Linked DNA regions of Zea mays: regions 2 and 3 are each linked to region 1. Evidence: chromatin contacts called from public Hi-C data. All regions are on one chromosome and are shown on one strand. Each heading gives the region's core, a stretch centred on a gene start, on an enhancer-like site or on the middle of the called end of the contact. The rest is flanking DNA. Distances are from core to core; before and after follow the strand shown.

Region 1 (3,965 bases), core at 830-3,329:
CAACAAAAACAAATTCAACTTCCTTTCAGCTATTCCTTACCTTTCTCCTGAACAACAGTAGCTTTCTTGTTTGCAGCAGGCCCAATACGCATAGGCCTAGAAGAACATAGCATGCCATTCATCTCAGTCATTGCACGAGCTTGCTCATTAGGATCACCAAACTTCACAAAACCATAACCCTTTGTGCGCATTGTCAGCTTGTCTGTTACAACTTTTGCACCCTTCACAGAAGGGTAATGTGCCCTAAATGTCTCTTGTAATACATAGTCTGTAACATCAGCAGCCAAATCACCAACAAATATTGTATAGTCGGGGGTGTCATCACGTTTTTCACCAGCACTAGCCCAATTCAACCGGAATGGCAACTCAACATTTGGCATCATTGTCCCGTTGTAAGTCTGAAGAACTCTTTCAGCAGCAGCGCGGCTTATGAATTCAATAAAACCATAGCCCTGAAGTTGTCCAGTATGCTTGTCACGAATTAGCTTCACATTTTGCACCTACAAATTCATTAGCAAAAAAAAGATCAGCACTATCATGTACACAAAAGCCAAAAATACGTGGTGTGAAATGTGCAATGGCAACCATCAGGTAGGGTGACAACACAAACATTTTATGATTAAATCAACAAACCCATTGGTTTATATAAAATGTCAACCAGCACACAGAAACTAGGGTAATTTTGTTTTATATAAAACCTGGACACAATCATAAATGCATCTGCAGAGGAATCTCAGAAAAATACCAAAACGGTATACAGCTACTTCAGACAAGTTACCAGGACACTGTCCGCCATACACAAAGATGGGCAGACCATTATAAAACATAAATTTACTATCAATACTCCCACCAGGCTGTTCTGTTAGGTACCACAATTAGAAATACGGATACCAATACGTGGGCGCCCTAGTAGATACGAAGACTAGGAGTAACTCAGCGAAATTGTGTTCTTGTGTGGAGTGCTGCAACCTGCGCTGACCTGCCACATTGGCAATGAATTTGCATGCAACACCTATTGATTGCCAACCAATTGCTGTCATGTCGTCAATCAGGCTAGTAAACTTTGTGTCATTTGCCAACATAAACGCAAAATGTGAGCTAAAAGGCAGCTTATAATTAGGTTACGTGCAACTTATTATGGCTCAGTATATTCTACCGCCTAACATATCGGATTGTTTTGTGAACGATGGGATGCCTAACAACACGGCTGGGAGTAATTTTGACATATAATTCGAATTTTCGTAAATAAATCACATATAGCATGAAGCTCTAATGAATCTGAATTCACTACTAATGGATCCGAATCCACTATACGTGCGGTACTTTCTTATACTATAACCATACTCCATCGATGAGACGAACATATTCGTGCAGTACTTATTACTATAATCATAATGCATCGAAGAGACGAAGAAATTGAAATTTACAGCAAGCGACATAAGAAGTCCATAAACATGGGCGTTGAACCCCACATCGATAGGGACGGATCGCAGCGACCCACGGGCAGCAGCAGATTCGTACAGCGTAGAACCGAAAGCGCGTACCTCCCCCGTGGATGCGAAGCACCCGTAGATGTAGTTATCGTCCATCCAGTACTGCAGATCCCCGATCCAGAGCGTCCTGACCTCGCTGGGCCCGACAGGTGCCGCGGCCACCGCCGCGGGCGCGGGTACCGCCCCGTAGTAGGCGGCCTGTGGCGGGGGAGGCGCCTGGCCGTACGCGGCCTGGGGTGGTGGGAGCGCCTGGCCATACGCGGCCTGGGGCGGCGGGGGCGCCTGACCGTACGCGGCCTGAGGCGGGGGCGGGGGCGGGGGCGCCTGGCCCCACATCTGCGGCGGGGGCGGGGCCTGATGGGTCGGTGGTGGCGCGTACTGATGCTGAGGGGCCATAGGCGGCGGGATGCCGCCCCAGTGTGGCGGCGCTCCGGGGGCGGCCTGTGGAGGAGGAGGGGCCATGCCGGGCTGCTGCTGCTGCGGCATCATGGCGGCGGCGGCGGGGAGCGAAACCTAAGGTGAGACGATGGAGAAGGTTGGACGAGCAAGAGCGGTGGAGAAGGCTCTCTTTGGATTGAGATTTCTCTATGTGTGTGGGGCTTGCTTAGATATTTTTGCCTCCACTGACCAATAGGTGACGGGAAGCGCCAGGAAGCATCCGGGTCCGGGGCGTGCCAACTTTTTTTTATTTTAGTCCTTTTTAAGTTTTTTTAATAATTATACCCTTTACAGTTTTAGTTTTAAAAATGATCTTTGGATCGACGTCGTCATCATTGTCTCATTGGTGTCTAGGTTATATGTATCAGCGCTAATTTTTTTAGCGTGCATATGTCAGGTTCAGACGTGGCGCGTACCTCGGCGTTGTAAATCTCGACGCCGAGGTACGCGCCTATAAATAAGCCCCGTCGGCCGTCAGTTTTTGTGTTCATTTCTATTCTTCGAAACGAGAGACATCAGCCTAAATTAGATCTTGGCACCGAGGTACGCGCCTATAAATAAGTCATGTCGACCATCAGTTTTTATGCTCATTTCTATTCTTCGAAATGAGATAACATCAACCTAAATTGTAGGATGTCTAGGCGTGGTAAACCTGCTAAACAAAGGTAAGCATTGTATTAAATCATATTTTGTGAGTATATTATATTTGTGATTCTTATAGGTCTTATCGAAATTTAGGAAGGGTCTTTGACCGGAACTACCTTTGCCAACTGGTGTTCCGGTGCCTATGTGTTTTGTGGTGATCCTTGCAAGGTTGATAAGTCTGAGGATCATGACACCTATCGACAAAGGTATTGGATGTGTGCTAACTATGCATTTGAGCTAACGATTGTTCAGCGCCGGATGAATTTAATGGTGAGAATAGTCTTTTAATATGTTAACAATTTAAAGACTCGAAGTGGTGCATGTTTTCTTTGCCTACTAATCATTGCATGTTTTGTAGACTCCTCCACCTAGCTTTTGTTTAGCCTTTATAAACACATCACTCAAGGATGGTCTACCAACGAATAACACGAGCACGTGTCGCATGTCAATGAACTTGGCATTTCCATAGGGATCTTTTTCCACATTGCCTCCATAATATAAGCTCAAAAAATTGTCCATCTATTTGAAACACGAATTAAACATTCAATGTCCACTATAGATGGTTATTGCCTAACCACAACCCACTAATAACTACTTGCTAACTAACTAATAACCAAGTACTAACTAATAACTAAAAACTAACCACATAATAACATAATACTATGTATACAATCTGGACAGCACCTCTCATATACGGGGAGGTTACTAAAACCTAACAATTCATATCACACTAACTAGGTACACAATTATCTACATTAGTAATAGCATAATTTAATACCACGTTCACCAATGCGGGCTTGGAGACCGTCGATGAGCGTGAGGAGAAGGGCGTGGGCGCCCGGCCGGAGGACGCCGGCGACGATGACGGGCGGCGGAGGGCGCGGCCGGTGGCGGAGAGCGATGGAGGGCACAGCCAAAGAGCCGTGCGGGCGACGGGACGGCTGGGTGGCGAGGCTCCGGGGCGGCTGGGCGGGGGGGCTCTGGGCGTGGCCAGGGAGCCGTGCCGTGTGGGCGCGGGGCGACAGGGACGGCGCGGGGGGCAGGGGGCAGGGGGGCGGCGTGGGACGAGGTTAGAAAACGGACGATGCCCTAACTAGCTACGTCAGTTTTATAAAATTCCCCAAATTAAATAATGAACTTTACCGCGCGATGATTGAAAAGCAGGTTTAAAATAACTACAGGTCCTAAAGTTAGCTGAATATATTATATTGTTGAATACATGTGAAAGGGAAATAGGGTCAAACCTTTTCCTAAATGATTTTGGTGGTTGAATTGCCCAACATAAATAATTGGACTAACTAGTTTGCTCTAGATTATAAGTTCTACAGGTGCCAAAGGTTCAACAAAAACCAATAAAAAGTCCAAGATAAGGGTTCAAAAGAAAGGAGC
Region 2 (3,965 bases), core at 616-3,115, 490 kb before region 1:
TGCATTCCACTAAGTGTCAACTCTCAACTACCTACTAAAGTTCTTGGTGTCACAAAACATGGCCGCATAACCTTCTTGGTGATTGCATTATTTTTGTATTTTAGATGCTTTTCCGCTTTTCAATCCATCATTTTTTGCTCTTTTCTGCCAAATGTAATGGCCCTTTATTAGAGTGTATGCTTTAATAATGTGAGTTTTCCACTTATTTGAGATTCATGTTGTATCTGGGATACTTGAACCAAGACCTAACTTTGACAATGGTGAGCCATTGAGTCGCTGTTTTCAGTGTTTCTAGATATGACCTACTGTAGCACACTCTAATGGCATATGCTCTTCATGTGCAAACTCTGTGCTTGGCATGATCTTAAGAATGATAAGTTAAAACCGAGGTGTAAGTAGAACTGTCACACACATAACACAATCTGATGGTTATATGTGTCGTGTTAGTTGTTTGTTAGGAATAACACTATACACAATGACACAAAACTGATTGTGTGAGCATGCTGTCATTATTGGGTTTGATGATGACATGAAATGCACTCTAGGTATGAATCTCCCAACTAATTCTCTCTCTTTTTTTCTTTGATCATTTAAAGGATGTATTTATCTTGTTCAATCATATTAATTTGTGCTGCCTTACAGATCGTGACGAGGGGCTCCAAGTGTTGCATTATAAAGTTGGGCACAAGTATGAGCTCACTTCGTTCAGGCATGTATCTTCAAAGAGGAAGAGACAAGGTTATTTGAAAAATTGAAAACATAATAGCAAACTATACCTTCATACCCATCGTTATGTGATTTTTTACAGAAGTTTATCATGGCTACATTACTCGGTGGTATATCGGTGTTTCTATAGCATAATTTCTCACCCGCTTTAATGTTTTCTAGGTTGTGCCATCAGATCAGGCACACAAAATAATAAAATATACAACGCCTTGAAAGAGAAAGGTTTGCCTATTGCTTTGGTTGAATATGAAGGAGGGCAACATGGGTTTCGCAAAGTTGTTATCATACTTATGTTTTAGATTTTCAGCACCCTCCACACTATCAACCTGCACGGATTTGTGACTTCTTTCTCGATTTTGAACAGGCCGAGAACATCAAGTTCACATTGGAGCAACATATGGTGTTCTTTGCAAGATTAGTTGGGAAATTTGAGGTGTAACCCGATTATATGTTCAGTATATTAGCCGTTTTAGTGTCTTTTTGGAATATGACTTCATTTAATTTTTGGAGGATTGATCGAAAACTCATTTTGCTCTGTAACGAATATGCCATTTGGAAAACAACATGCAATGGTCCAGATTTTTACATATCATAGTGATGTTTGTCGTTCTGTATCTATGTTTTATACTATTTTTTAATTCTTGTTCCTGTTTTGTTTTCCTTATGTATTAATTCCTTAACTTTTAAAGCACATGATGAAGGCTGGTTGTCGGGTAAGTTCTCTTAAACTTTGGTAAGCTTACGTACTAGCTATGGATCTTTTGAATCAATTACAAGGTAATTCATTTAAAAATCATAGTAACACACGTGTACCTAAATATCATATATAAAAGTCTGTACGGTACTGATGATTGTAATGTAGTGGTGAAACAACTATATTAAAATAACAAAATTTGTGTATGGATAGGATCACAAATATATTAAGAAACATTTTCTCATAACAGTACCATTATATTATGTATTTCCGTTTCGACGTACGAACATAGTAAAATTTGAAATAAAGAGCGACGCAGAGTTAAAATGGGAGATGGTCGCGTGGTCTCCCTATAAAGCATATTTTCATAAAAGCCCCTGAATCTCTTCAGCCCAGCTTTTATAAAACACGCACCGGCACCTACCAGCCGCCACCTTCCCGGCTCCTTTACTCGCCGGAGGCGAACCAGAACTCGTGCCACCTCCTCCTGTTCCTTGCCATCTCCGAATTCCCATCTGAAATTCCAAGGGCCGCGCCGTGCAATCGAGGCTCTCCCCGCTCACCATATATCGGAGGCTCCGCCCCCGCGCCTCGAATCCTTCGCGAGAGGTGCTGTTGTTTGCCGTGATTTGAGCCGGGTGGAGGTGTCTCGCTTCTTGATCTTGAGAGGTGTTCCTGGTTGATTGTTGGGAGCGAAGGTGAGATCCGTTGTTTTGATCCGTAAAGTTTTCCTTTTTTTTTTTTTGCAATATATGGTTTTGTTATTAGGCCGGTGAATGATCTTTACCCCGGTCAGTGCTGGAGTAGTGCTGTCGGTCTCTGTTAGAATCGCTGCCTGTCTTCCCGTCCTCCCCACCCATGTTTTGTGCCGGTGACTATCACCACAACTCATATACAAGCAGACCGAGCCTCATAATCGTGGTTTGTTGGAAGGGTTTAAACGTGATACATGGTTGGATCATAATAATGTAACGAATCACGTTTACATATAAGACCTGATTGCATATTAGTTCTTGCCCACCATAAGCGCCCAACTGCACGAGTGCACCACATCACAGCACAACTTCCTCCCCTTTTGTCCGTTGTTTTTAATTACTACGATCCAAAACCAATCTTTTTGTTTCCCTTGCGCGTGTCGGTATTGTCTGAAAAAGTTTGGTGATTTGCATGTGAAATCTGCGTGAGTAGGGCCCTTGCAGGAGGAAAGGTAAGAAAGGCGGCACCCTTAGTCGTAGTTTACAACTCGAAAACGATGTGCTGGATGCAGTGTCCTCATCCACAATTTTAGCCTTTAGCGTTGGGGGATTCATCTGCAAGATTTTGGAAGGTGCTTGCTTTGCCGTGTCGAATTGTGTAGTATTGTCTTCGTTAGTTAGAAGCTTATGACTTGTGGAGTGAAGGAAGGTTTATGTGTTGAATCATACAGTTAATTCATCCATGTTGATATTTCTGAATTTAGGTAGAAATTTTCCACTTTCTGTAAAGGGCTATGCATTCTTTTGCAACTCAAAGGAATGTTTAATTCAGAGGAGCATCAAATTTTCTTTTACCCAACTCTTTAGGGAAAAGTCCAAGCTTTTGTGTGGCTTTCTATATGTACTTCATATACTGCCATCTAAAACTCTTTTTTGTTGATCTGCAGAAGGCATGATACCTTCTGTGAGGATCTCTCCTGGCTATGCAGCCTTCTCTGGCTCCAGCCTACGCTTAAAATTACATTCAATTCCATCCATCTCTAGTCTCAAACCCTCCAAATATGTGGTCTCCTCGCTGAAACCACTCTACCTAGCACCGCTAGATGGTCCACACACTTCTGAGCTTAAGTCTTGGAGACAACCACTTGAGTTCCGTTGTGCTGCTTCTGCTGCCGATGACAAGGAGTCAAAGACTCAGGTGGTGCCAGTTCAGTTGGAAGGCGCACAGAGGTTAAAGATCTCCATCTATTTCGCGACCTGGTGGGCGCTTAATGTGATATTTAACATTTACAACAAGAAGGTTCTCAATGCTTTCCCTTACCCCTGGCTCACCTCCACACTCTCCCTTGCCTGCGGCTCTGCGATGATGCTTTTCTCGTGGGCCACTCGTCTTGTTGAGGCCCCCAAGACCGACCTAGACTTCTGGAAAGTTCTTTTCCCGGTGAGTTGCTTATTTCGTGCCAGTAACTCTTCTTTTATTTTATATACCTTCCTGGAAAAGTGTAACTGAATTTGGTGATTAACTGATGAAGGTTGCTGTGGCACATACAATTGGCCATGTTGCTGCGACAGTGAGCATGTCTAAGGTGGCAGTGTCATTCACACACATAATTAAAAGTGCAGAACCTGCATTCACTGTTTTGGTGTCAAAGTTCCTCCTTGGGGAGACGTTTCCAGTTCCAGTCTATCTTTCTCTTCTTCCAATCATTGGTGGTTGTGCTCTAGCTGCTGTCACAGAGCTGAACTTTAATATGGTTGGTAAGTAAAAATTGCTTTTTTGACTTCCTGTTCTAATTCTTCCTTACAAATTAATGAGGTTTTTATTTGAACTGTTAGTGTAAAAGTTATGT
Region 3 (3,965 bases), core at 802-3,301, 320 kb after region 1:
AATTATCTAGTTTTGAAGTAGATCCATTCCTATGCTTGTACTGTGCATTGAAATTGAGAGATCTTGTTCCATTTGTGGTGTCACGTCTGGGGAACCTAGGACATGAAATCTTCCATTGAGACTCGCCTTAATATACAATATTGAGAGGATTAAGAAAAGAACAAATAATATGTTTAGGGTGAATAGTGAATACTCGTGCCTTCATACATAAGTTTTGCCATGCACTTGGATATACACTATATCTAGATAGATAGTAGAAGCAATGTATGTAGAAAAGCCAAAACGTCTTACAATCAAAATAGAGGTATTACAATAATGTATGGAAAGTTCTGGACATTCATGATTGAGCCGCCCAGACACTTGCTTCTTCCATTTCTTCTTTTCTAGAAACGGTCATAATCCGGGGCACTCGTGTCCAAAAATAAAGTTTGTCCACTAGAGATTATGTCGAAGAGAGTTACACTGTGATGTAAGGGGTCGTGCTATCTCTAGAGGGGAAAGGGACGGTGCATGTAGAAGGGGTATGCAAGTTGGTTTTTTAGTTGGGAGGCGAGGGTAGGCAACACAAGGGGTCTTGAAGTTGACATGATGGTGTGGTTGAGAACCAAAGAGGTTAGGGTTGCTATCACATTTCTTTGTTGGGCATATGGCATTTGATCTTGATCCTTTGTGTTTGTTACAAAAAATGTATTTACTGTGAGCTTACTACATCTTAGCCTATGGTGTGCTATTGTTGGCTTCCTTCGTGCATGACATTGTTGCTATCATTATGAAAAGGAAATAATTAGATGGTTTCATGCGTATGCATACATATAACATGTCTTTTGAAAGAATGGGTGAAGGCAGGGCCGGGCCAGTAAAATCTAAGGTCCTATACAAAATTCCGGAATATCAATCTATAAACTAGAACTATACTAATATAGGCTATAATAGTATGATAAAAATATTATATTAAGAGTTGTGTCTAGCTGTCTATTCAATTTTGTATTGTATAATTTTACTTGGATAGTATTATTCTTTAAAAATAAAATCTTGAACGATATTTACGTTTAAATGGAGATGTAGTCGTGATCAAAGACAAAGACACCATACAAACAACTGATTTGACTCATGAGAAGAAGATTTGCTTAGAGATTAGTTGATTTATTTTCCTTACTGAGCTAATTACTGAACTGTGTATTGATTAAACTATTGATGACTATTATTTTAGGGGCTTGGAGGATTGAGGCCCTGTTCGTGGGCACCGGCCGCACGTGCCTCCGTCCGGGCCTGATTTTTCCTTCATAACCCGAAACCATTTCATAACAGAAAAATGGTAGCTAAACAGATTCGATAGTAAGCTCCCACTGAAAATGGCGTCTAGCGAAGTAGATAACAAACTCTAGTAGTTGCTCTAGCCTACAGAGTGTGATTGCATGGTACTACTGCATGCAAGATCTTGCATCTTGGCAGTTTGAAGTGAGTTTTTTTTCCCGATCCATTGTAAGTGAGTTTTTTCCCGATTTATCATACTTGTCCTGATCAAAATTCTGCTCTTCTGTTTTGGCAGTTGTGTAGTACGAGACACGCTGAAGACTAGGGAACAAAAGCTGAGAATTATAGTTTTTCGGCCAAGAAATTCGCCGAAAAAATAGATATTTTTTAATATGTCCCATATTTAATTTTAATTTATGAAATTCGCCGAGAATTATAGTTTTTCGGCCAAGAAATTCGAAATTCGTTTTTAATGTAAAAAACCATACGCATTACAAACAAATCCTATCAGAACTTTAATTTTTTTAAACTCAATTATCATTTTTAGTAAAGATACCCAATTTCGTCACGGATTTCGGTAAAAAAAATCCGATTTTCGTTTTAAAAAACGTTAAAATGCAAATTGGTTGAGAAATTTGAAAGATCTTTTTGCTGAGCAAAAAAATACGAAGTAGAAAAAAACGAAATAGTTAACCCTTGTGGGACACAAAGGAAAACTGAAAACGAGGCGGAGTGGTGGCGGCCTGGCGGGACTTATCCGTGCAATTCATTCCAGTCCAGCGATCCAATCCAAAGAAGCCTCCTGCTGTCCACCTCATTCCCCATCCGTCCCCGTGGGAAGCGGGGCAAAGCGACGTACGCTACCCTTTGCGTGCGCGTAGCATTTAACCAAGCAACTCCCAATCCCCACTCCTCCCCCACCATTTCTTCCCTCTCGCCTTCCCCTCCGCCGGCAATCCCACGTCCAATCAGCCGCCGCTCCAGCCTTCCATCCATCCATCCCGTGAGCGCCTGCCGCCCTCCACCGTTTCTGTCGATTTCCCCGCGCCTCCTGACCCTACCCGATTGTTTTTTCTGTTCCAGGTAGCTGCTCTCTATTACGCCAGCGATCGAGAGACCAAGAGGAGCAGGAGCGATGGCGAGGAGCTCGTTCAAGCTGGAGCACCCCTTCGGTTCGTCCCTCCGATTCCTGATTCCCCCCTCCTCATCCGGGCTTCAGCTCTTGTTATTGGTCGTGCTAGGGTTTCGGTTGTTTGGCTGGTACTGGTAGATGGTACCCCGTGCGGACCTATCAATCAATCGATTCCTTGAATTTCCTAGGTTATATAAGCAAAGCTTTGTTGGGGGCGGGCGGGGGTTGGTCTGTTCTATCGTTTCGCGATCCTGTGATGGTTGGATACATGTTTTATTTTTGTTTGGGGGGGGGGGGGGCGTGGTGGGAATCTGCAGCTTTGATGGAGTGCTCGTGGTAATCTGCACTAGGCGATTCATAGGCTGTGGCACCCACAGTTTGCTGTGTTGTGTAGCAGCTTAACATGATCCGGCACAGTTCGTACCGACTCCAGCAACTAGTAAATTCCATCATTTGCATCTGGTGCTCTTCGTTGCTAAATTTTTCCGAACTCGTTCTCAAGCTGTAACTCCCCAGTTTACATTATCTTATCAGGTTTAGGCTGTACCTACATCCGCGGAATGGTTTGTCTGTTTCCTGTGCATGCCTTACCATTGCATGGTTCTTATTCAACACTTGGGGGTTATACAAATGTACCCTTTCGCCTTAAAATGTCTGAATTCTCATTATACCTATGTTCTATGTTTGTAGAAAGGAGGCAAGCTGAGGCTAACCGCATCAGGGAGAAGTACCCCGATAGAATTCCTGTAAGCCTTAAGTAATTGTTATCCATGCCCTCTGATCATTTTCCACGATATAGCTTTTGTTCTCATCCAAATCGGGTAATGTAGGTCATTGTTGAGAAGGCCGAGAGGAGTGACATCCCAGACATCGACAAGAAAAAGTCAGTTCCGAACCATTTCAAGATTATTTCAATTGCATTTCTTGACTTTTATGGTTTTTCCTGACATTGCAATTTTTTTCCCTGTACTTCTGAAAGTAGTTTTACCGATTGTCGTCGTCGACTTTGTCAAACTCTTCATAATGCAAAACTGCTGGATGTAGGCATTATCCCTTGTGCAGTTGTGCCAATCATGCCTTTGAAGTTGTTTATCTCTACTCCCAACCAAGAGTCTGTTGTCTGTTCCTTGTGCAAGTTGCCATCTAGAGATTGATTGTTTGCTGCATTAGCGTATCCCTTGGCCCTTGCTTCTACCATCTTCCAGCATTAACCAATTCAGAAGGAACTCTTGCTTATCGGTACAAGCCAAGACCAGCTTGCAGCATCTGTGTGCCTCCAAGTAACATGCGATTGCTTGCATGCAGGTACCTTGTCCCCGCCGACCTCACAGTGGGACAGTTTGTGTACGTGGTGCGGAAGCGCATCAAGCTCAGCGCCGAGAAGGCGATCTTCATCTTCGTGAAGAACACCCTCCCACCAACAGGTTTGCCATACCATCGTGGGGAAAAACAAAATAAAACCTACCTGTCCATGGTGCCCGTGTGTACAATGCTGTTACTTTTTCTTGTCCATGCAGCTGCCCTGATGTCTGCCATCTACGAGGAGAACAAGGACGAGGACGGGTTCCTCTACATGACC

The links. Hi-C and Micro-C count contacts between places; a contact is called where the count stands out from the background.
Region 2: a Hi-C map of bundle sheath shows a contact between it and region 1, with 2.1 times the contacts expected there. The contact joins the promoter of LOC100193334 here to the promoter of LOC100273450 in region 1. A contact is called at or near these places in 5 of 25 Hi-C or Micro-C datasets (bundle sheath, ear, endosperm and 2 more).
Region 3: a Hi-C map of ear shows a contact between it and region 1, with 4 times the contacts expected there. The contact joins the promoter of LOC100240698 here to the promoter of LOC100273450 in region 1. A contact is called at or near these places in 4 of 25 Hi-C or Micro-C datasets (bundle sheath, ear, leaf and 1 more).

Annotation. Positions count from the first base shown.
Region 1 is chr4:30,264,403-30,268,367 of Zm-B73-REFERENCE-NAM-5.0, reverse strand. LOC100273450 reads right to left here and starts at 2,079. Exons shown (of 7, transcript NM_001147887.1): 1 at 1,545-2,079; 2 at 41-500. The coding sequence starts at 1,982. It also overlaps the pseudogene LOC109945696.
Region 2 is chr4:30,755,733-30,759,697 of Zm-B73-REFERENCE-NAM-5.0, reverse strand. It overlaps LOC100193334 (Glucose-6-phosphate/phosphate translocator 2), which reads left to right and starts at 1,865. Exons shown (of 6, transcript NM_001138470.1): 1 at 1,865-2,118; 2 at 3,063-3,556; 3 at 3,648-3,873. The coding sequence starts at 3,068.
Region 3 is chr4:29,949,152-29,953,116 of Zm-B73-REFERENCE-NAM-5.0, reverse strand. LOC100240698 reads left to right here and starts at 2,051. Exons shown (of 6, transcript NM_001144024.1): 1 at 2,051-2,257; 2 at 2,338-2,426; 3 at 3,077-3,132; 4 at 3,217-3,269; 5 at 3,692-3,810; 6 at 3,904-3,965. The coding sequence starts at 2,390.